Regions from separate parts of the Sus scrofa genome. Here all the other regions are linked to region 2. A link is a contact called in public Hi-C and HiChIP or PLAC-seq data. All regions are on one chromosome and are shown on one strand. Each heading gives the region's core, a stretch centred on a gene start, on an enhancer-like site or on the middle of the called end of the contact. The rest is flanking DNA. Distances are from core to core; before and after follow the strand shown.

What was found. Hi-C and Micro-C count contacts between places; a contact is called where the count stands out from the background. HiChIP or PLAC-seq counts read pairs in DNA pulled down with a chosen protein or histone mark.
Region 1: an H3K27ac HiChIP or PLAC-seq map of skeletal muscle shows a contact between it and region 2, with 12 times the contacts expected there. The contact joins the enhancer-like site here to the promoter of LRP4 in region 2. A contact is called at or near these places in 4 of 5 promoter capture datasets (fetal liver, fetal skeletal muscle and liver), 9 of 47 Hi-C or Micro-C datasets (brain, embryonic fibroblasts, epiblast stem cells and 3 more) and 1 of 2 datasets of contacts at active chromatin or transcription factors (skeletal muscle).
Region 3: a Hi-C map of embryonic fibroblasts shows a contact between it and region 2, with 2.4 times the contacts expected there. The contact joins the promoter of DDB2 here to the promoter of LRP4 in region 2. A contact is called at or near these places in 1 of 47 Hi-C or Micro-C datasets (embryonic fibroblasts) and 1 of 2 datasets of contacts at active chromatin or transcription factors (skeletal muscle).

What each region holds. Positions count from the first base shown.
Region 1 is chr2:15,415,217-15,419,104 of Sscrofa11.1, reverse strand. All of the region lies in intron 4 of C2H11orf49 (chromosome 2 open reading frame, human C11orf49), which reads left to right. Among named protein-coding and RNA genes, the nearest start is that of ARFGAP2, 27 kb to the right of the region's middle. Within about 2 kb of position 2,579, at least 12 of the 83 cell types and tissues checked have an H3K27ac peak or open chromatin away from gene starts, as enhancers often do. A contact at or near this core is called in fetal skeletal muscle and skeletal muscle, where this site is marked.
Region 2 is chr2:15,613,991-15,617,824 of Sscrofa11.1, reverse strand. It overlaps LRP4 (low-density lipoprotein receptor-related protein 4), which reads right to left and starts at 1,688. Exons shown (of 38, transcript XM_021085230.1): 1 at 1,473-1,688. The coding sequence starts at 1,524.
Region 3 is chr2:15,368,322-15,372,595 of Sscrofa11.1, reverse strand. DDB2 (DNA damage-binding protein 2) reads left to right here and starts at 1,973. Exons shown (of 8, transcript XM_013994357.2): 1 at 1,973-4,028. The coding sequence starts at 3,902.

The sequences.
Region 1 (3,888 bases), core at 1,330-3,829, 200 kb after region 2:
CATCCAATTGGCAAAAATTTCAAAGAGATAATACAAGCATTAGTGAGCATGTGGAATAGTGGGAACTCTCATAAACTGCTGTTGGGAGTGTAAATTGGTATAATCACTTCAAAGCAATTTGGGCAAATCTTGAAAAATTCAGGAGGTGTGCCTGGTTATAAGGAAACATGCAGCATTGTTTATAATAGCTATCAGTAGAACACTCTCCCTGCCCCTGTGCAGTAGAAAGGACAGTGTGTTTTCTCCTTTCTGTGGGATTCTGTACAGCAGCTCACATGGATACAGGGAGATAAATATATCCATCAACACTGGCACATCTCATGGAGTTCCTGTCGTGGCACAACAGAAAAAAATCTCACTAGGAACCATGAGGTTGCAGGTTCAATCCCTGGTCTTGCTCAGATCTGGCGTTGCCATGAGCTGAGGTGTAGGTCACAGATGTGGCTTGAATCCCGCGCTGCTGTGGCTATGGCGTGGGCTGGCAGCTGTAGCTCCGATTCAGACCCCAGCCTGAGAACCTCCGTATGCTTCAGGTGCGGCCCTAAAAACCAAAAAAAAAAAAAGCAAAACTGAGAAGGAAAAAAAAAAAAGTTGCCTGGTGGCTTAGTGGGTTGGGGATCCTGCATTGTCACTGCAGTGGCTCTGGTTACTACTGTGGCGCAGGTTCAATCCCTGGCCTGGGAACTTCTGCATGCCTCGGGCACATCCAAAGAATAATAATGATAAATAATTCTTGGCCACACCCGCGGCATATGGAAGTTGCCAGGCAAACCTGCAGCACTGCAGAGACAACAAGGATCCTGATAACAGGAACTCCAATAAATAATTAAAAAAAAAAAAAAAAAAAGGAAAGGGTGGCTAGGATTTAAGGAAGAAGCAGTGAGAGAGAAGGCTGACTAGGGAAAATAAAAAGCCTGGCCTCCAAGGACGTAAGGGAACTGCTTAGGGAGGAGCCATCAGGCCTGGAGTTTGAGGAATTGGGGGCTGGGAGAGGAAAGGATGCCTCACAGGCCTTGCACTGGGTTTGGGTTTATCCAAAGAGCAAGGGACTGTTCGCCCCCAGCTTTAAGGCTTCTTGGGAAAGACCCGGGGCACCTCTGTGGACCATGTCTTAACGTCGAGGCCATGAGTGAGAACACAACTACACTCTGGCCACCTCCTGCACGTGCCGTCAAGGTTTCCCTTGACCCTTCCTTGGGATTGCCCCTCTTCTGGACTGTGTTGGAAGCACCCTTGTGTCATACAAGCTGCTCCAAGTCCAGGCCCTCAAAGCAGCATCGAGGGTCCAGGTCGTGGCTCTCCTGGGGCTCCAGCCTGCACCCCCAGCGTGCAACAAACCCACCTACCCTGTGGTGCCTAAGAAGCTGGGTCCAGAGAGAGAGGGCAGCAACCACTACGATGACAACTTAGTATTCGTAAGGGTCACTCTGCCAGTGCTGTACATCTATCATTGCATTTTCTTCTCATATTAATCCTATGAGGTAAGATCAGTGGATTACTTTGCTGAGAACACAGAGGTTCAGAGACTTGACTGGGGTTTTAAGCTGGAAGCAAAAGAGCTGTGATTCAAACACAGGTCTCTCTGACTTTAATCACGTTTCCTTGGCTACCTGCAGCGGCTCTGTGCTCTCTAGCGGCAATAACACCTTCCTGCTGGTGGCGCTGTCCCTTCTCCCACTCAGGGTGTTTGCTAAGTGTAGCGCAATAGGCCCCCAGGAGGGTTGGAAGTGTCTTCCCTGCGGGTGCCCTGGGAAACCAAACAGACTTGGGGACACACTTGAGCGGCCCCCATGTGCCACACTGCTCAGATGACCTCCTCAAAGAAGAGCAGTTATAGAAGGAGGCCCTTCTTTCCGGCCCTGGCTGAGGCCTGGCTTCCCTCGAATGGACTTGAAACGGGATAGCTGGCTTCCGCCTGCAAGCCTCTGCCTGGCTGGATGCTGGCAACACTCACTTCCCCTGGGCTATATTTTTATTTGCTATTTTGAGCTCTTCCACCACCTGAAACCAGCTAGAATATACTTATTGGTAGCAGCTAACACTTATTTTGAGTGATTTTGTATGCTAGTATATAACAATAGGACAGGCACGGCATGGCACTGTATTGAATCCTCACAAGACTTCTGTGAAATAGGAACTATAATTATCTCTTTACAGATGAGGAAACTGAAACTTGGAAAGAAAACATACCTTGCCCAAGAAAAAGGTAACTTGGCCAGTGAGTGCCAGAGCTAGGCTTTGATCCCAGTCTGCTTACCTAGAACAGCAAAAAAATAAAATAAAATAAAGTGTACAGCTTGTGCCACTAGACCACAGATACTGACCCTTAAGGGTGAATAGGAAGTTGGCAAGTCATCAGGTTTGGCTGAAAGCTGTTGCTTCCTTGGCACCCACTTCCCTCCCAGCCAGCCAGCCCAGCCCAGCTGTTGGAAGTCAGCATCGGGGAGAACACAGCCAGCCCCCTCAGGATTAGCACAGACCCAGCCAGGTGCTCTTTCTCCATTCCCATCGCTGCCCTGGGCTCCGCCCTCCACGTGGTTCTACTCAGAGCCAGCCTGAACTCGAGTGCCTTTACTCCCCCCCAGAGGCCCTCTCTCAAGCGCTGAGGCCTGGCCTGCAAGGATCCCTCCATGATCCAATGGATTTGTACGGACTCCCGTTGGCAGCAGCTCAGTGCTGGCTCCACTTCAAAGCAGGAGCGGCCGTCTCCTCCAGGTGTCAGAAGCGGCTGGCACGTTAGCAGAAGGCCTCTGGCAGGAAGGGGTGTTGAGCCAACTGCCATCAACTGGAAAACGGCACATGTGGATGACCTTGTCTTCAAGAAACTCCTCTTGAGCCCTGGGTCGGGGGGGAGCAAGTTGGAGTTCAGGGCGAGGGAGCCATCGGTGGGTTGGAGGGCCTACAACCTGGGATTGTCCCTGTCACCAAAGGCAAAGGCAGATCTGTAGCCTCCTTCCAGCCTTTCCCCACAGTTTTGCCAAGACTCCAACACCAGATGCCCAGAACTTTTATGTCAGAGCATTAGTTTGGAGATGGACAGTGCAGCATGTGGTGTTTCTAAAAGCACCTTTTTGTAAGTTTTTCAGACTTTTCTGCAGCCACAGTCCTCTGAACAGCAAACTTTTCCTCCTCCAGAGCCATATTAGCAGGAGAAGCCGTTTGTTCTGTCTGCCCTCAGGATGGCACTCTGTCAGAGCTAGAAGCAGCTCTTGCAGACTTTGGGGATGTATTCTGCTTGAATGTCTCCAGCAACAAGCAGCTCGCTGCTTCACAAAGCAGCCGTCATCCCAGAGCTGGGCATCTTGAAAAAGCCATCCAGAGCTGCACTCTAGATCTCTGTGATATCTCCCTCGGGGACAGCCCTTCAGTGGTCAGGCCTCGGCCTTACTTCCTCCTTTGTCCTCCCTTCCAGGCTAAAGGGTCTAAAGGCAGTCATTTGCCTGATATCCTGGTGTGCAGACTCTATACCCTGACCCCCTATTCCGTGATTCGGGTTTATTCTCTCAAATGGACTGTCCAGAGCTGAACGTAGTGTCAGATCACCTTGCCAGTGGAAGATGAAAGGGTACTGTGACCCGTCTCAGTCACGTGTTTGTGTTTTCCTTCATTCAGCAAGTATTTACCAAGCACTCCCTGTGTGCCCTGCACCACGCCGGCGCCTGAGTCAGGCCGCATGCAGGGAGACAGCAGTGTGTCCCTTGATGGGTTTTCTAGTCTGGGGCGAAGGCAGACAGAACTGTGTGAGGAGGCCGCAGAGAACTGCACAGGCCCACCCTCACCTGAGACAGGGAGGGCCTCCCAAAGAGGTGCCCTGTGGCTGCTCCCTGAAGAGCAAGTGGGCATCAGGCAAGCAGGTGGGGAGAGGGCCATGGGGGCGGGAGCATTGTC
Region 2 (3,834 bases), core at 439-2,938:
TACCCCAGTAGGGCCGCTGTCCCGACACGCCAAAGAGGCTACAAATAACCTTCTAGGAGAGAGCCCGGGAGGGGGAGAGCGTAGTGCGCAGAGGAACGCGGGTCGGCCAGGCGACTCGGAGAGGAAGAGTTAAGAACTCGGTCGGGTTAGAGTGGGCATGGAAAAAGTCATTTAAAACCCACGGGTTGGTTAAATAACAGACGCGAGAACTCTGTTTTGGTTTGGGGAGGTAAACCAATCTTTAAAACAAGTGCTCAGGCATCTCTACGCCCTGCCAGGCAAGTTCCGAGATCTGCTCTATTTCCACACGAGTTCCCTTTACGTTAAAGAAAGAATCAGTGCAAAGCTGTGGTCTACAGACCCCTCCATTCCGAACCCCACAGCTTCATAGGGGCTACGGGGAGAATGGGAAGATTCGGATCTTCCCCGGCTGAACAGAGGTGTGTGAACAGGGTTGGGGTTCAAAGATCAAACTTCTTTGATCTTTGGGCACAAACTAGAGGCAGCTGCTAAATCACGGGCTGCCCCCATGGTCCTAGGCGGCTGCAGAGAAACAAGATTCCGCTGGAGCCGTAATCACACACAACAGTTGCGTACGGGCACCAAACAAGTTATTAATAAGGAGCAGATGAAGCAGCAGTCCTGCTGCCATCCCTCCAGCTCCCCAGAGGGCCACTGCGCGGGCCAGGAGGCTTCCTTCTCAGGTTCGGCGATACCCGCCCCCCTATCCCGGCCAAAACGGATCTGAGCGAGCCTTCCAGCAGTTTCTTCCGTATGTCCCTCCTCTGCCCCCTTTCCAACCCTGTCTCCCGCCCCCCTCCCCCGCCCCACGAAGGATCCAGGGCAGGGAGCTGATTGGTCGCAGCCAGGAGAGGGAACCCAAAACACCACTAAGTGGAGATGCTGCGAGTAAGCAGTGCCCAAAGACCCTCGGCCAGAGCATGGTCTGGAGTCCGAGGAGCCGTTCCTCGAGCCGATGGACCCCCGGAGCTCATGTATTCCGATTCCACTGGAGCTTCTCTCCGAAATCCGCCCGAGACCCCCCCTGGAAGGAGGGCTTTTAACAGTTTATGGTTTAGCGACCATCCTTCCCGGCCTCCCTTTCTTCGCATGCATTCATTCGCACCAAGGACACAGGGACCCTGTCTAAACCTCAAAGGGAAGCACCTCAGGCTCTTCAAAGAGCAGCGAGGGAAGGCGAGCGAGCGCCTACGATCTTCCCCCAGCCTGGCCCAGCCCCGAGCCCAGGGAGCTCCTCTGCCGCTGCCCGGTCTCGGACTGGAGGCGCTGGGGGAGCTCCCGGTCCCCTCCCCGGCATGCAATCTCCGGGCTTCTCTTTGGAGTGAGGGCGAGGGGTCTCAGGCCCTAGCCTGAACCATCCCGCTCTCGGGACGGTGGGTCCTGCAGCGGCCGGACCCGGGGACAAACTTTCCCGGCCGGCCGGTCGGCGAGGGCGCGGCGGCGCCCCTTACCGTGTGCGCAGAGCAGGGCGCCAAGCAGCAGCGCGCCCCACGACCGCCTCATGGTGCCGCGTCCGCCGCCGCCGGCGCTCCCTGCCGGCCTGGGGTCCCGCCGGCTCCCGCGGGACGGCGCGGCGGAGGGAGTCGGAGGTGGGTACCCGAAGGGAAGCGTCTGGGTCCACCGCGGCGGGCGCGCCCCTAAGTCGCCCTCCGGCCGCTGCTGCCTCCTCCAGTGCTGCCGGAGCCGAAGCCGCCCCACCAGGGGACCGGGAGGGGGTGTCCCAGGCCCGGCCGCCCCGCCCCCCGCGCCGCAGCCCCCGCCACCGCCACCGCGCCTGGTCCCGCCCCCAGCGCCGGCCCGTCCCCTTCCCGCCCTCGGCCCCCGCCCCCCGGTCCCTGGACCCCACCCGCCCGCGCCTCCAGCGCTGGCCCTGCTCCTCTTCAGGCCGCCCCCACATTCCTAGCTCTCGAGAGATGCCCCCTTACTGTCCCCATTGCTACCACTCGAAAGTCCTTAGCTTAAAAAAAATACTATCCTAGCGGCAACTCTTGGATCCCGCTCTCTAGCTCTATGCCAGAGAGGGGCACCCGGGCTGACCCTAGTCGTCTGGACGTGACCCCGGCCCCCCTACCGGCCCCAAGTCCAGACTTTATTGATGTCTCAGAATACACAAGACTGGCTAATGCATAATCCTCTCGGTCTTTATGGACATCAAACAAGGGACATCAGGGGGCCTGGAGTGCTGTATCTTAGCTAGAGTTCTCACCGTCAAAATTCCTCTTCTGAGATTTTCTTCTTGCTCCCCCCCTCCCCCCATGCCGTCTAGGCAGCGTTGTTCTGGGGCTAAATCATTCCACGAGCTCTCCTTTTCATTTACTCATTTCCTGAGGTGGTTGTCTGGGTCCTGTCGCCCCAGCTCAGACGTCCAGAATTGGCCCAGACGTAGTTCCTCCTCGCTGTCTTTGTCAGTCAGAGTCGTTAGCCTCTTCACCTTCTTTGACTTTCTGATCCTGCCGAGGAAGGAAGGGGGTAAGGAAGAAAGTCCTTACTTGCAGTTGTACTCTTGTCAGAGACCTCAGCCTCCTTCTAGCTTCAGTCTGTACAGCCTTCTAGCAAGATTTAACTTTTGAGTTAAATAACCTAAAGTTATAAATTCCTCTCTTGTCAGCCTTGTGGTCTCTGCCTCTCCCCAGTGCATATTAATAATGTGCATTAATTTTGTTACCACCTTCCATTTTCCAGGTTGAGTCTTGTCTTGCTACTTTTGTCCAAGTCCGCAACTTCCTCAGGGTCCTGTGAACCACTTTTCCCTCCAAGCTAGTATGCCGACGGTTCCTGGCTTTGGGTCATCTGCCATTTTGTTAAACCACTTTCTTCTCACTAGTAAAGAGAGTCAGGAAGACCCAAATGCCCTGTGTTCACCGGGGGGGTAAGTAATTTGGTATAGTGCAAAGAGGATATTAGGAGGTTTCTCCAATGGATTGGTTGCCATTTCATCTTTACAATTTTTCAAAGGCTTTCACTTCAACTTACCATCTTTGACCAAAGCTAACATTAACTTTGCAACAGCAACCAAAAAAAAAAAAATGTGGTGTTAACTCCTTCTTAGCTGGTACTTCTCCATTATGTTCTGCCTGAAATTTTCAAGCAGATGAAATGTGGTTGAACTAACATCACCATGGTAACTAACAGGGAGGCATTTTCTGTGTGTGTAGTTCTTTCTGCTGACTGTAGGCGGCAGTGGAGTCAGGTCATGTTTATAGATCTTACTGCTAGGAAAGATGTCACCCTTCAAGGCCTATGTCATCGTAGCCTAAAATCCAAGGAGAAGATAATGAAAAAGTAAAGACTGATTCTCAGTCCCCTCTCCCAACAACGGTTTTGATGCAGGCTTCTTTGGTTTCAGGGTTTCAATAAATGTTGCTTACAAAGGGTCACTTTTCATCCTGTCGAGGAAGACTTTATGATTCTGGAGACCATGTATATTTTTTCCACATGAAGACTAAGGACATGTGGTATAATGAATACATTTTTCTCCCCAAATCCAAGACAAGCAGCCACCATACTTTCAATGTCAGGGGATTAAGAATCTATAAACAATTTCCACTCTGTATTCACAGGACAGGTTCCTTTCCAGAAGGCATGATTTGTGTTGTTTTTCTGGGATTGAGGAGGAACAGGGAGGCTGGCTGTCCCTGTCTGACTCAGGCCCAAGAGACTGCATTTTCTGTGTGCATCCCTCCTCCTCCACAGTTCAGCACAGTTCTGGTGCACAGAGCCATCCCTAGCTGCTGTGAGTCACTGGGAATATCAATGGGTAGAAGGGAACTTCGTGCATAGTCCCTGGCTGGGTCACCCCCTAGGGTGAGTTAA
Region 3 (4,274 bases), core at 724-3,223, 250 kb after region 2:
TGTCAAAAGTAGCATTACAGATAGAATAAAAACAGCTATAAATAGGGTTTCATGCACATCCTCTCCATGGCGTGAAACCAGAGCAATCCTGTACCGTTCGCCTCATTATCAGATCAGCAGTATCAAAAAAATATGTATTGAAGTTCTCGTTGTGGCTCAGTGGAAACGAATCCGGTTAGTAACCATGAAGTTTCAGGTTTGATCCCTGGCCTCACTCAGTGGGTTAGGGATCCTGCATTGCCTTGAGCTGTGGTGTAGGTCGAAGATGTGTCTGGGATCCTGCTTTGTTGTTGTTGTGGCTGTGGTGTAGGCCAGCAGGTGTAGCTCCGATTTGACTCCTAACCTGAGAGCCTCCATATGTTGTGGGTACAACCCTAAAAAGCAAAAAAAAAAAAAAAAAAAAAAAAAAGCATTATTTGCTTTTGTCCACTCTGCACCTAATGGTTCACCAGATGGGAACATCTGACATCAAGTCCCTGAGCTGCTGCTTTTGGTAAAACAAAGCAAAATCCAGGGTAAGGAAGGCCCAGCATACAACCTGAGGCAAAGCATTTTACTGGTACGTGCAAGGGAGGTTTCCACTGCTCACACATGGGTTTTTTTGTTTGTTTGTTTTTTAGTCTACCATGGAAGAGTCTTCAATACTAAAAGGGATTCTGGGAAAACCTGACATTTCCTTTGTTCATGAATCCAACATGGCCAACTATTACCTCCTTGCCTTTCTGCTCCTTCTGCCTGGAATGCTCTCCCACTCTCCTCTCCCTCGATTTCCCCTCCAGATTAAGCTTAAGTATCACCTTTTCTGAGAAGTCTTCCTTGACACTGTCCCTTCTTTACCCCACTCCAAGCTGAGTTCAAGTGTCCTTTTTCTGTGCCCCCTGCCCCTCCAGAATCCAATGGTTCCTCTCTCACCAAGCTTATAACACTCTACAGTAGCTGTATGTTTATCTATTAAAAGGCACACTTGGAGTTCCCGTCGTGGCGCAGTGGTTAACGAATCCGACTAGGAACCATGAGGTTGCGGGTTCGGTCCCTGCCCTTGCTCAGTGGGTTAACGATCCGGCGTTGCCGTGAGCTGTGGTGTAGGTTGCAGATGCGGCTCGGATCCTGCGTTGCTGTGGCTCTGGCGTAGGCTGGTGGCTACAGCTCCGATTGGACCCCTAGCCTGGGAACCTCCATATGCCGCGGGAGCGGCCCAAGAAATAGCAAAAAGACAAAAAAAATAAATAAATAAATAAAATAAAAGGCACACTCCATGGGGAAAAAAAAGAGTATTTTTTTGGCCACACCCACAACATACCGAAGTTCCCAGGCCAAAGATTGAACCCTTGCCACAGCAGTAACCAGAGCCACAGCAATGACCATGCCAGAACCTTAACCCACTGGGCCACCAGGAAACTCTAGGAAACAAGAGCATGTTTAATTTCAGCTTTCTCTTTGACTGGAATAATGTCAGAGTATGTTTTTGACAGATGTCAGTAGAATGAATTCTCCTGCTTGCCACTATTCAACCACCCCCTTGATCTGGCCTCTCTTACTTTGCACAAATCCTTAATGTGATCAATTTTCTCCTCCTATCCTATTTATAAATTTTAATGCCCCAAGCCAAATTCCACCAGGGACACTCCTGTGGTTGAACTCTAGGTCTACTGCTCATTGCAACAGAACATGCATACCACGGGGAATGGTGGGACATCTCTGTAAGAAGGTATTAGAGGGAGTTCCAGTCATGGCTCAGTGGTAACAAATCTGACTAGTACCCACAAGGAAGCAGATTCGATCCCTGGCCTCGCTCAGTGGGTTGGGGATCCAGCATTGCCATGAGCTGTTGTGTAGTGCTCAGACACGGCTCAGTTCTGGTGTTGCTGTGGCTGTGGTGTAGGCCAGCAGCTACAGCTCCGATCAGACCTCTAGCCTGGGAACTTCCATATGCTGTGGGTGCAGCCTTTAAAAGACAAAAAAAAAAAAAAAAAAGAGTGAAGGTATTAGAAAGAACTTACAGGATTGGTTTGTGTTGGATGGCTTGGATAATAGTTCAAAGAAGTGAAGTTTTGCTCTGGATTGGAGGCCGAAAGGAAACAGGGGTGATCCTATGATTGGGCATCAATAAACCTTATCTATAAGGTGGGGGGAATGAAGCAAAGCCAAAGCTGTGATTAGCAAAGAACCTGCAGTCACTCATTTTAGCTAAATAATAAGGGTCTGTTTGGTCATTTTTTTTGTGGTTTGGACAATGTTCATACTTTTTTCTGTGTGCAGTGATCTTGTTTTTGTGTTGATCTATCATGGTCACAGAATGGCCTTGTCTGTGCTGATGTTTTGTGAAATTGTTTATTTGGACAGAACGTTAAGGCTTAGCTAATAGTACCAGGCCAGCTCCCAGATGCCAGGAGCTGATTTTTCTTTTTCTCATGGTTCTCACACTCATTCCTAACTTTTACCAGTCTGTTTCTTCTCCTAGGATGCTCTTCTCTGCCCCCCTCCCATCCCCAAACTCCACAAAATCCCATTTTCCTTATGAGCTTTTCCTAAATATTCTTTCTCCATTAGATTATATTTTCTGAATGCATCTAAAAGTGTTTGTTGGCTTACAATATAGTACTCAGTTGTGTTCTATCTTGAATTGTTTGACTTGTTTCACATGTATTTTTCCTCTTAGTAGATTGTAAACGTTTTAGCGGAAGGGTCATTAAGGATCCCCCAGAAATGAGCACCCTGCAGAGGTGAAACTAATGGCTGGTCTTAGTAAGTGGGCTGGGGACAACTTGCTTCTGTAACGGAGCTACAGGTCTGCAGAGGAGAAGCCACCAGCGTGCCCTTTCCCCTGGTGGTTGCCATTTCTAACACCTTGTGCTGATTGGAAGAAAGCTTTTTCCAGCTTTTCTTTTGGAGTATTCATTCCTTTCAAGAGATATTTTTGCAACTCTATTCTGTCCCTACCTGTCTGAAAGCTCCTGGAGTGTAGGATCTACCACTAATGCATGTTTGCCTCCTCTCACCCTCCCAAAGCATCTGGCACCAGACTTGGCGGGTGGAAGGAAAGGACCAGCAGTCCGACTAACCCCAGCTTCTGCCTGGCTCGTCGCGGAAAGTGGGGTGCATCCAAACTATCTCCCTGTCGGGCCGGGCGGGACACCTATGAGACTCCCTGCCTTGGCCTTTGGCTGAAATCGTGTGCACAAGGCCTCAGCCCAGTTAGCTGCACGCTGTATAGGCCCATCGTCGCTGTCCCACGCTGCTCTTTGGGCAGACACTCAACAGGTTTGGAGAAACTTTAATTAAAAGCTTTGAGTTTTAACCACTTTCTACAGAGAAGCTGAGATTCGACGGAGCTGGAGACATTTAAGTAATTGCCACAGACCGCAAGGCCGGCGGAAGGAATCGGCTCGGTTTTCACAGCGGGGAAGCGGACAGCATTGTATAAAGCCGCCCCACACCAACTGTACGGATCAGCCAATCACAAAGCCCGAGAGGGTGTGGTCACCAATTAGAAAGTAGAGAAGGCGGAGCCGAAGGCTTGATTGGCATCGGTCTTGGGTGAGGGGGCCCATAGGCCTGGCATAGACCCCCCTGAAGAGGCTTCAATTCGGGAGGCCTTGCTCTGGCGGCCATTTTTATTTCTGGCAGGTCAGCTGACTTGGACTAGCTCAGGGCCAACACGTAGGCAGGCGGCATCCCTTTTCTCTGGGGAGCGGCTGAGGCCCTCCCCTTACACACTTCCCATCTCTCCGCGCGCGCCCCCGCCTTCCCGGTGAGCCTGTTTGGCGGGAAGTTGGCTTAGTTGGCTTACCTGTGGCTCAGCGGGCTCCCTGGTCCCTCCCTTATTTCTCCCCAGAAGCTTCTCAATCTTCCCCTGGTGATCTCGGCATAGGGCATAGTACCCCTTCGCACGGAGGACGCGATGGCTCCCAGGAAACGCCCAGAAACCCAGAAGACCCCTGAGGTGGTTTTACGCCCCAAGAGCAAGAGGAACAGAAGCCCCCGTGAGCTGGAGCCCGAGGCCAAGAAGCTCTGTTTGAAGGGCCCCGGTACTGCCTGCGCCTGCTGCTTTAATAATTCCGCCGTTTGGGGTTCTCACGCAAGAGGCTGGAGTGGGGGGATGGGTGTTCCTAGGTTCGAGGCTGTCCCAAATTTTGGACGCCTCAGGCTAGGAATTTTATCTGCAGGTCTTTGACGCCTTGGAGCTTGGCTTAACCTCCCTCAGGTGATGGGAAGAGGCAGATGAGTTACATTACAAAGGACACAACAGACTCCAAAATCCTTGTTTGTACCAG